2 separate regions of the Rattus norvegicus genome follow, and region 1 is linked to region 2. Evidence: chromatin contacts called from public Hi-C data. All regions are on one chromosome and are shown on one strand. Each heading gives the region's core, a stretch centred on a gene start, on an enhancer-like site or on the middle of the called end of the contact. The rest is flanking DNA. Distances are from core to core; before and after follow the strand shown.

What was found. A called contact is a pair of places that touch in the nucleus more often than the background predicts.
Region 1: a contact with region 2 is called in a Hi-C map of Schwann cells, with 2.5 times the contacts expected there. The contact joins the promoter of Cacna2d1 here to the enhancer-like site in region 2. A contact is called at or near these places in 2 of 12 Hi-C or Micro-C datasets (the A7r5 cell line and Schwann cells).

Annotation. Positions count from the first base shown.
Region 1 is chr4:20,328,672-20,333,147 of GRCr8, reverse strand. It overlaps Cacna2d1 (calcium voltage-gated channel auxiliary subunit alpha2delta 1), which reads left to right and starts at 3,001. Exons shown (of 39, transcript NM_012919.3): 1 at 3,001-3,380. The coding sequence starts at 3,286.
Region 2 is chr4:20,227,660-20,231,994 of GRCr8, reverse strand. All of the region lies in intron 3 of Cacna2d1 (calcium voltage-gated channel auxiliary subunit alpha2delta 1), which reads left to right. Among named protein-coding and RNA genes, the nearest start is that of Cacna2d1, 100 kb to the left of the region's middle. Within about 2 kb of position 1,879, at least 7 of the 93 cell types and tissues checked have an H3K27ac peak or open chromatin away from gene starts, as enhancers often do. A contact at or near this core is called in the A7r5 cell line and Schwann cells, where this site is marked.

The DNA.
Region 1 (4,476 bases), core at 1,752-4,251, 100 kb before region 2:
TTTGACTCTACGTCTCAATTTAGAATAGTTGCTTTTTCCATTTTTTTAAATGAAGGCTTTTTTTTTTTTGGTGCTGCTTTATTTTTAAAACACTGAAAAAAGATCTCTCTCTCTCCCCCTCCCTCCCTCCCTCCCTCCTTCCACCTCTCTCTCTCTCTCTCTCTCTCTCTCTCTCTCTCTCTCTCTCGCTCACTCGCTTGCTTAAAATGCACCACAGACTTTCTTGCCCATTCTCCAGGGACTTGATATTTGAAGTTGCTTTCTTTCCCTTCCTCTCCTGAAACATTCTCTAAGGAGGTAACACAGCTGAACCTTCCTGTCCTTTCATCTGTGAATAGCTATTGAGGGCTAGCAAGCAGTTATGAATTGCATATTTGCTTTAAGTAAGTTAACATTTTCCATGTATTGTCTTTAAACTCCCTGGTAGAAATTGTGAAATGTATCGCTTCACTACTTTACTTTCCAATTGAAGTGTTTTTGCTTAAATAAATTGTAGACGTTAATTTTTGGTTTCTTGATTGGCTTTAGGTGATGATGCAGTCATTTTTACCTTCAATTCCTGTGATTTGTAAATATTTTAGCTTAAATGACAGATTTTGTTGATTTAGGGAATTTTTATTAAAATTAATAGACTATATTCTGAGCTTTATGGAGCCTTTCCCCAAACCACAACTGAGATTTTAAAAAACAAAAAGGAAGTCATCGTGTAAGGATATGGTTCATCCAGCAGAAGCATAATGGAGGCGGTGGAGATGGCTTTGTTTCTTTTAAAAACTTCATCTTGAATGTCTTCATTGAAATGTTTTGTGTCAACAAAAACAACTGAGAGCGAAACTTCACTGCAGAGAAGTAGAAAATTTGAGGTCTGTAGTTGAACAACACCCACCCTTCAAAATAAGAATCGTAGAAACAACATCTTTCTATCACAACTTCAGATATTGGAGAATGTAGGACATCGTTAGAGTGATCTAAAGATATTGAGACCTGGTTCAAGCCAAGAAAGTTTATAATAAAACTTGACTTACCGTCTCAAAGACTTTATTACATTCTTTTATTCTATAAGTCCTTTCTTCTAAAAAAGAAATATATATATATATATATATATATATATATATGCGTGTGTGTGTATACACAATGGTAGGGAGTCTGAAGCATTAATGAAATAATTGACATAATATATTATAACGACATTTTTAATATAGTAAACCCATTATGATACCAACACATTATGTAGACAATAATGAACGTTTAATTCTCTTGTTCTTATTCTCGTTTAAGAGAAGATCTGCATATGAATCATTACACTTTGTAAAGAACGATGGATTGGACTACATGGGAGTCTAATTTGGGGAAGAAAAGGTATCTGCAATTGTCAAATCCCCGTCAGAGCTGTAGCTCTCAATCCCATTACAGCCCACTGCATCCCTCATCCCTGCAGCTCTGGTGCCTAGCACAAAACAAACTAAGTTAAGTCGCTCTGGGGTGCCTTTGTGAAGCCACTCTGAGTAGGAAGAAGGAAACAAAGGGCAAGACTGAGATGCAGGGGACATAAAGAAAACAAGTAAGGCGTGAAAAGGGAGAGATACAGGGGAAGGGAAAGCTAAGCTACCGGGCCAAACACCATAAAACCACAAATACTTGTGTGAGCTGGTCAGCCATCACCCTCACAGTCACCATCTCTTTGTTTGGTCAGTTCCAATTGAGTAGAGGTCTATCTACCCTTATATGAACCCTTGGGCCCGAGGGAGGGGTGATTAACCACCTTACAGCCACAAAACCATGACAGCTTCTTCGCCTTAGTGTGAGGGTCTTTTTTTCTCATCACGAACTGTATTCTCTGATTTCGCGTCAAAGTGTTTTCATATCCTTCTGCAAGCAGCTTAAGAATTCGGGCTGTTCCATGAAGTCTTTCTCACAGCGGCCCACTAAGTCTTTCCTCCAAGGTGGCCTGAGCCAGGCAGGAAAAGATTGTTTTGTTTTGTTTTGCTCTTTCCAGAAGACCCTCCCTCGCCCTGCTTCTCCCCAGGGTGGAGGTAAAACCAGCCCTTCCTCCATATTTCAGATGTAGTTTGCAGAGGGCCACCTGTTTCTGAGGTTAGCCTCGGTTCTGTGTTCACGCTGACAGAGTGAATTCATCAGGCTACAACCTTGTTCACAAAGCAGTCCAGTGGTCAGGACAGGGAATTTTTCAACCAGTTGGAAGGTGGCTTGCTAAAATGTTACCAAAGCCCGGTTGCAACACTAACCACCCTGCAAGGAGTACTGGTCCCTCTAGTCTTCATTCCTTTGGAACAGTAGGAAAGACATCTTACAGCATCTGCCAGCTGTTCTTCATCCATTCCCAGCCCGCCTCTGAGGCTCTGTCCCCGCCAGGTAAACCAAGTCTACTTGTACGTTGGCGTAGGGCCGCTGGCACCATTAGAGCCCTACCAAAGGCCCTAACCCCTGGCACACCGTGAAAACCAGGGCCACCTGGTTGAGTTCACAGCGGCGCTTTCAAAAGCACCACAAACCCCTCCTACATGTGTTGTCAAATCACTTCATGATTCTTAGGCAGGCAGCGGATTCTACGCCTGGGAGAAGGGTTTGGGGGCCCCAGCCAGATTGTGCAAAAAATAACCCGGAGGAGGCGAGCAAAGTGCTCGGCTGGAGCCTGCGCGAACGGTGGATGCTCGCAGGCTGCCGGTGGTCCCTCGGGGAGCACCTTCGGGCTGGGTCCGCTCGGCCTCCGCACGCCCCGCGGCGGGAGCAGGCGACGGCGACTTTGGGAGTTCCTCTCTGCCTTGTATGGAGGGCTGCGCCCGGGCCGTCCCCGCCCGGCTCTGACGCCCGGCCCTCCCGCTGCCCACCCACAGCCGCCTCCCCGAGATCCGCCCGGGGAAGGCAGCCCGATCCCCGCTCCGGCCACCCCCATCCCCGCAGCCGCCGCGTCCCCGCGCCGCCCCCTCCGCCCCCGCCCCGCCCCCGCCCTCTCCTCGGCGACCGCAGATAAATCAGGGAGGCGAGCGCGGGGAGCCAGAGCGCGCGGGCGCCGGCAGGCTGGCCGAGCTCCGTTTCCACAGTCGCCCTTGATGGCGGCGCAGGCGAGGCAGCCGTGGCACGGAGCGGCAGCCACGCGCTAGAGAGTCCGCCCGGCCCCGCCCGGCCGGCCCGCCCGTGCCCTGCCCTGCCCGCCTCTCTCCACGCGCCCTCCGGCAGACGTCGGCGCCCCGGCTCAGTCCCTCGCCGCGTGCAGCTCCGCCGCCTCCGGGCCGGCAGGGAGGGCACTGATCTTCGATCGCGAAGATGGCTGCTGGCTGCCTGCTGGCCTTGACTCTGACACTTTTCCAATCTTGGCTGATCGGCCCCTCGAGCGAGGAGCCCTTCCCTTCGCCCGTCACGTAAGTCGGCGGGCCCGGGGTGGGGCTGGAGGCGGGGGTCCCCGCTCGATGCCGGGCGGGCTGCCCGTGGGGGCGGGGAGCGCGGCTGGGAGCCTCGGAGGCTGGGCCGCCCGGTGATGCGCTGCTGGCCGCCGGAGTGAGCTCGGAACCGGCGTGCCGAGCCTCGGCGGGCCGCACCGTCCCAGGGAACGTCAGCCAGCCGTCGGCGGCGTCTCAACCTGGTCTCCGAGGATGCTCCAAGCTGAAGACTGTAGCCGGACTTGGGGGAAAAACTTTGTAGGCATACCCAGCTCCCACCAAACCCAGCCAGATGAAAAGTTGAGTTTCCGTTAGGTATTTCAGAGTTAATTTCAGGCAGACCCGGTAGCTTGCGCTTCTTCTGTACTTGGCCTCTAGGATGCTAATTTCTCTGCTGTCCAAACTCATTTAGATCCCAAATTACTAGGAGCGCCTGACAGCTTCCCTGGTATTTAGCCAGTTCGCTCCCGGCAGCTGAGCGAGCTGTCCACCCCAGCGCTCACAGGTACAAGAGCCACCCAAGCCAACCTACCCAACCCTTTATTTGAAACATCTGAGAGCCGACAGACACGCGGTTCCAGTTCTTAGAATGAATAGAACCTCTATTCTTTGAGGGTGGGACTGTTTCCCCAGTCTCCTGCAATTTTCCCTTATTTTTAACATTTCTAAAATAACTTTCAAAAAGAGAGAGAAAGAAACCGTTGCTATTCTAGAAATAGAGTGTTGAAAGGTAGCTATAGTCACACGGCAGGAAGGGAATGCAATGCTACCATTCTCCGCTCTGCTCTCTCGGGGTGCAAGAAGGAATCAGAGTCAGTGGCACATATACATATTTTTAAATGCGCTGAATAGCTTATCTGGCATTCTGGGAAAGCATTTATTTTGGTTCTTGAAGGTACTCTAAAGCTGCTCAGAGTAGGTAGTCTTAAGTGGGTGAGTCACTTTAATGCATTTTACATAACAAAAACAAAGCCCAAGGTAGCCTTCCTGGCTTTTATGCCGCGGGGAATCACTTGCTGTCCTTTGTTGGCAGCGAGCTGAACCCTGGAGTTTTGGGGGTACACTAGAAGTACATCTA
Region 2 (4,335 bases), core at 630-3,129:
CATTTTACTTTTGATCATCATGATGATACAAGTGTTTTTTCAAGGTAAGACTTACTCAATTGCAGATCGAGTTACAGAAAACCAGCTTAGTCTTTAAAATTTGTGTGTTAGGTAAGTCCAGCGTCCTTTAGCATTGCGTTTGTATGCAAGTAAGTGCATTTTTACAGCGCGTGCTTTAAATAATAGAACGTATCAGAAGGGGTGGCAATGTCGGCTGGAGGTACGAAACATTTCTAGCATTTGCTGCAGGGGAAGTTTGGTAAGAATCTGAGGCTACTGTGCAGAGAAAGCTGTGATTTCATGTTGACTGACTGCCTTTTAGAACCTTTGTGTATCTGTGGGTGTCTGTGCATGTGTGTTGAGGGAGCTACCTATCAATATTTCATTGAGATTTTCGTTTAAATATATTTGAATAGTTTCTTAGTATTACATTATTTTATTACTTATTATGAGTTCTCCTACTGGTATTTAGGATGATTATTAAAAAATTCATACTAATGTTGTTCATAGTCTCTATATATATGTGTATACACATATACATGTATACTTATAGGCATATACATACACACATACACATATATATGCACACACATATTCATGTATACATAAACATAAATATATATGTATACATGTACACCTTTTTATGCTTATACATATATACACATATGCATGCTTATATATACACACATGTATGCATATATAAATACATGTATGTATATGTGTATATATGGGTTATTAGTAACATTAGTATCAGCTCTATATGTACATACAGGTATACATGTATTCACATATACCTTTTGATTTTATAAAAATTTCATTTTCTAAGTAATTGAATCAGAAAGTAGATGACGTATTCTTTTGAAGGAAATGGAACTTTTTACTCCTTCTACTTATTTCTTCTCTTCCTTTCTTGTTTGTGTAAATATGGGACTGTTGATTGGTTTGGATAGGAATGGCCTGGTTACATTTGGCTGTGGATAATAAATAAAAATGGCTTCTATAAAGAGAACCTAACTTTAAATGATATATTCTTAATTGTCATAATAATGCCAACGACTAATCCTCATCTCTGTAGATTAATGCTGGTGTTGTTGACAAGATGATCAGTTCAAAATGAACAGACATCTGTCCCAGAACATCTGTCCCAGAAATGTATTTACAAATCCCTTGTCCTTAGAGTTGCAGTGAGTGATGACAGACGTAGGTCCTGTGACTTCTCCTGTATGCGCTGCCTCAGTACAGGAAGCATGAGGCTCAGGGCCTTGCAGCTGTGTGACCTACTATCCTCTACACTCTTATTCTGTAGCAACTGACACCCTTAACACCCAACTGGAAGCAAAAACCGAGTTTGTCTTGACAGCTGAGACATTAGTTACAGAGGACTCCACTCCTTCCCTGCTTAATTTATGCATTTAGTCCTTGGATTCCTTCTTCCTCAATTATAGCTTTTCCTGTAAATGCTGGTAGATTGTGAAACAATTCCCCCCACCCCCTGACTGTTGACACTGAGAAATTCTATGTCTGCTGATGTAAAGGGCCAGTAATAAATAATCATGACTCATTTGCTAGCTAGAACATTTAGAGAGAATTTATTACCCTGCATATTATCGCCTCAGCCATTTTTATCCCAAGTGCAGTGACATAATGTGGCCTTTTAAGCAGGAAAATAATTAAATAAGTAATTTGCTCTGATATGCATGCACGTGGAACTTTTCTTTGCAGTGTGGATGGTCAAGTGGCATTTTTCTGTTGGTTCGTCCTATCAACTTTCTCTCTTGCAGACGTGTTCATTATTACCACATGTTCTACTTCTCAAATGGGCAGTTCCAAACAACAGATCCAAACCACATAGCTAAATTTATTATGTGGGATGTCTTTGTTGGTTACTGTACTTTGACTCACTAATAATAGCCACTGAAATGACATGAGTCCTCACAGCTTCTCAGCAGAGTGACGACACTTTTCAGTTTAAATGGCAAAATGTCTAAACACGTCAAGTGCCTTATATGAGACCTCACAATAGAAGTGTAATTAAAACAAGAGTAATTTATCGAATGCTTCTCATATAGCAGACACTGCACTAAGGACTTTATTTCTGTTGGGCTTTTGGACGTTTTAACCCACTCCCAGAACTGGCCTTTAAACTGTCCCGTTGTCACGGGGATGTGGAGTCCTTTCTCTCCTGCAGAGCACGCGTACTTAGTTCTCAGACCCTCTGCTGAGCGCTTCCTACACAAGATTCTGATAGATTACTTCTGACCTGGCTCGTCCCAGTCCCTTCTGCTTTCCACTCTTCCTCTTCGACTTCCTCTCTTTGCTACATGGTTGAGAGGACAATATCAGGTGGTAGTAATAGACTTATGTTTAAAGCCTATCACCCACACTCATTCAACTCTAGGTTCGTAACTTGTTTTCAAATAAAATGATGTACAATTTCGCATTAGATGTGTAGTATAGAGGTAGGTATCATCGCTTGCAAAATGTGTAAAGGAATAGGAGGACTAGAAGAGGAAGGAATCTGGACTGAACCAAATGGAAAGGTGGGGGAGACTTCTCCATCTTAAGCCTTTGAGGCAAAATGCTTAAGGTGGACAAAGAGGTCAAAAGACCCATGGTTAAGTGTGGTCATTTTGACCTATATATAAACTAGCAAAAGTTTCCTGGTTCCTACAAGTCTTATTCTAGTGGAGCTGTTACTAATGATGGAGGTTTTTTTTTTTTTCAGTTTTTAAATAAGTTTATAATTTCCTGATGGATTTAGTTTGTGAATAAAAAAGAAAAAAATTGAACAAAGAATGATGGAGGTTTTAAGAAACTGGTGTCGACATTAAAGCTTATGCGATCAGGACATGACCATGCGTGCATGCGTGCGTGCGTGCGTGCGTGCGAGCCTGCGTGCATGCGTGCCTGCGTATGTGCCCATGTCAAGGAGAGGAGCAATACCTGGTGAGCCATCTTGATGGACCCTCTATTCATTCTTACAGTGGCTGAGATCAGCAGCTTTTTTGGTAGATGAACTTAATTAACCATTTTAAATTACAGATAGTGAGAATTCAGCACGTGTGTATTGAGAAAGACAAGAGACATAGATGTGGCACAGGCGAAACCTGGAGGCAGCTGGGTTTATCCACAGAGCATTAAGGACATGCGACAAACTCTAGGATTTTCAGTTTAATGTATAGGTATTTATCATGTTCACAGCCATTCCTCAGCCCCGAATGCTTGTTCAACTGGCACTCTATAATTCTGTGACTGCTATCTTTTGGGAATTGCTCTTTCTTTTATTTCTGTGCTGTCAAATGTCTGCCAGCCACAGGGCCAGGAACGCCAGGGCTGCTAATGTTGCTGTGCTTCTATGATCAAATCTCTCATCTAAAGGGCAGGCTCTAGCTCTTAGCTGACACTTCACAGCAATTGCCCAATCAAGGCTGGAAGCTAAATCAGCATATTAAGAAGCAGCAAGTGTCACCTCATGCCTGTCCTGAGGAAACTTCCTCTGTGTTAGTTACCGGCTCAGTCTCTGCTGCTCTTGAGTATTTAGGCTTGCCCACTGACTTCTAAAACACCATTCCTCAGCTGCATGGAAGGCCTATGGAATAAGTACTGGACGGAGGACAGTTTAAAGACTTAAAAGCAGTTCCTGTCAAGGCAGACCATACTTTTCCTCTCAGCTGAATGCTCGCAGAGGAATTATCCCAGTGATCTGCCTGGGCTTTATTGCCACCTAAGTAGGCGTCCATTACAGACAGAGCCAACAGTCTACATTTTCGCTGTGTTTGTGTGACAATAGTAATTTCCTACTTCTCTGTTTTGTGACAGCAAGTACAAAAGAAAGGAATGTTCTCCTCTTAAGAAGCAGTGAGTCTCAAGATTTCTGGGCAATCGTGGGAGCTTATGTAAACACAGACTTGTAGATATAGTACAGGCCAGTCTTCAGAGTTGGGTGGTATTCAGCTTGCATTAAACAGTAAGACTGAGTTCTGTTAGTGCGTTCTTAATCATACTGGTATGCATTATTTTCTGGTTTACTTTGTAAGATCTTACGAATTCTAAGATCAGAGAGGAACACTCCTCCATTGTTGGTGGGATTGCAGACTGGTAAAACCATTCTGGAAATCAGTCTGGAGGTTCCTCAGAAAATTGGACATTGAACTGCCTGAGGATCCAGCTATACCTCTCTTGGGCATATACCCAAAAGATGCCCCAACATATAAAACAGACACGTGCTCTACTATGTTCATCGCAGCCTTATTTATAATAGCCAGAAGCTGGAAAGAACCCAGATGCCCTTCAACAGAGGAATGGATACAGAAAATGTGGTACATCTACACAATG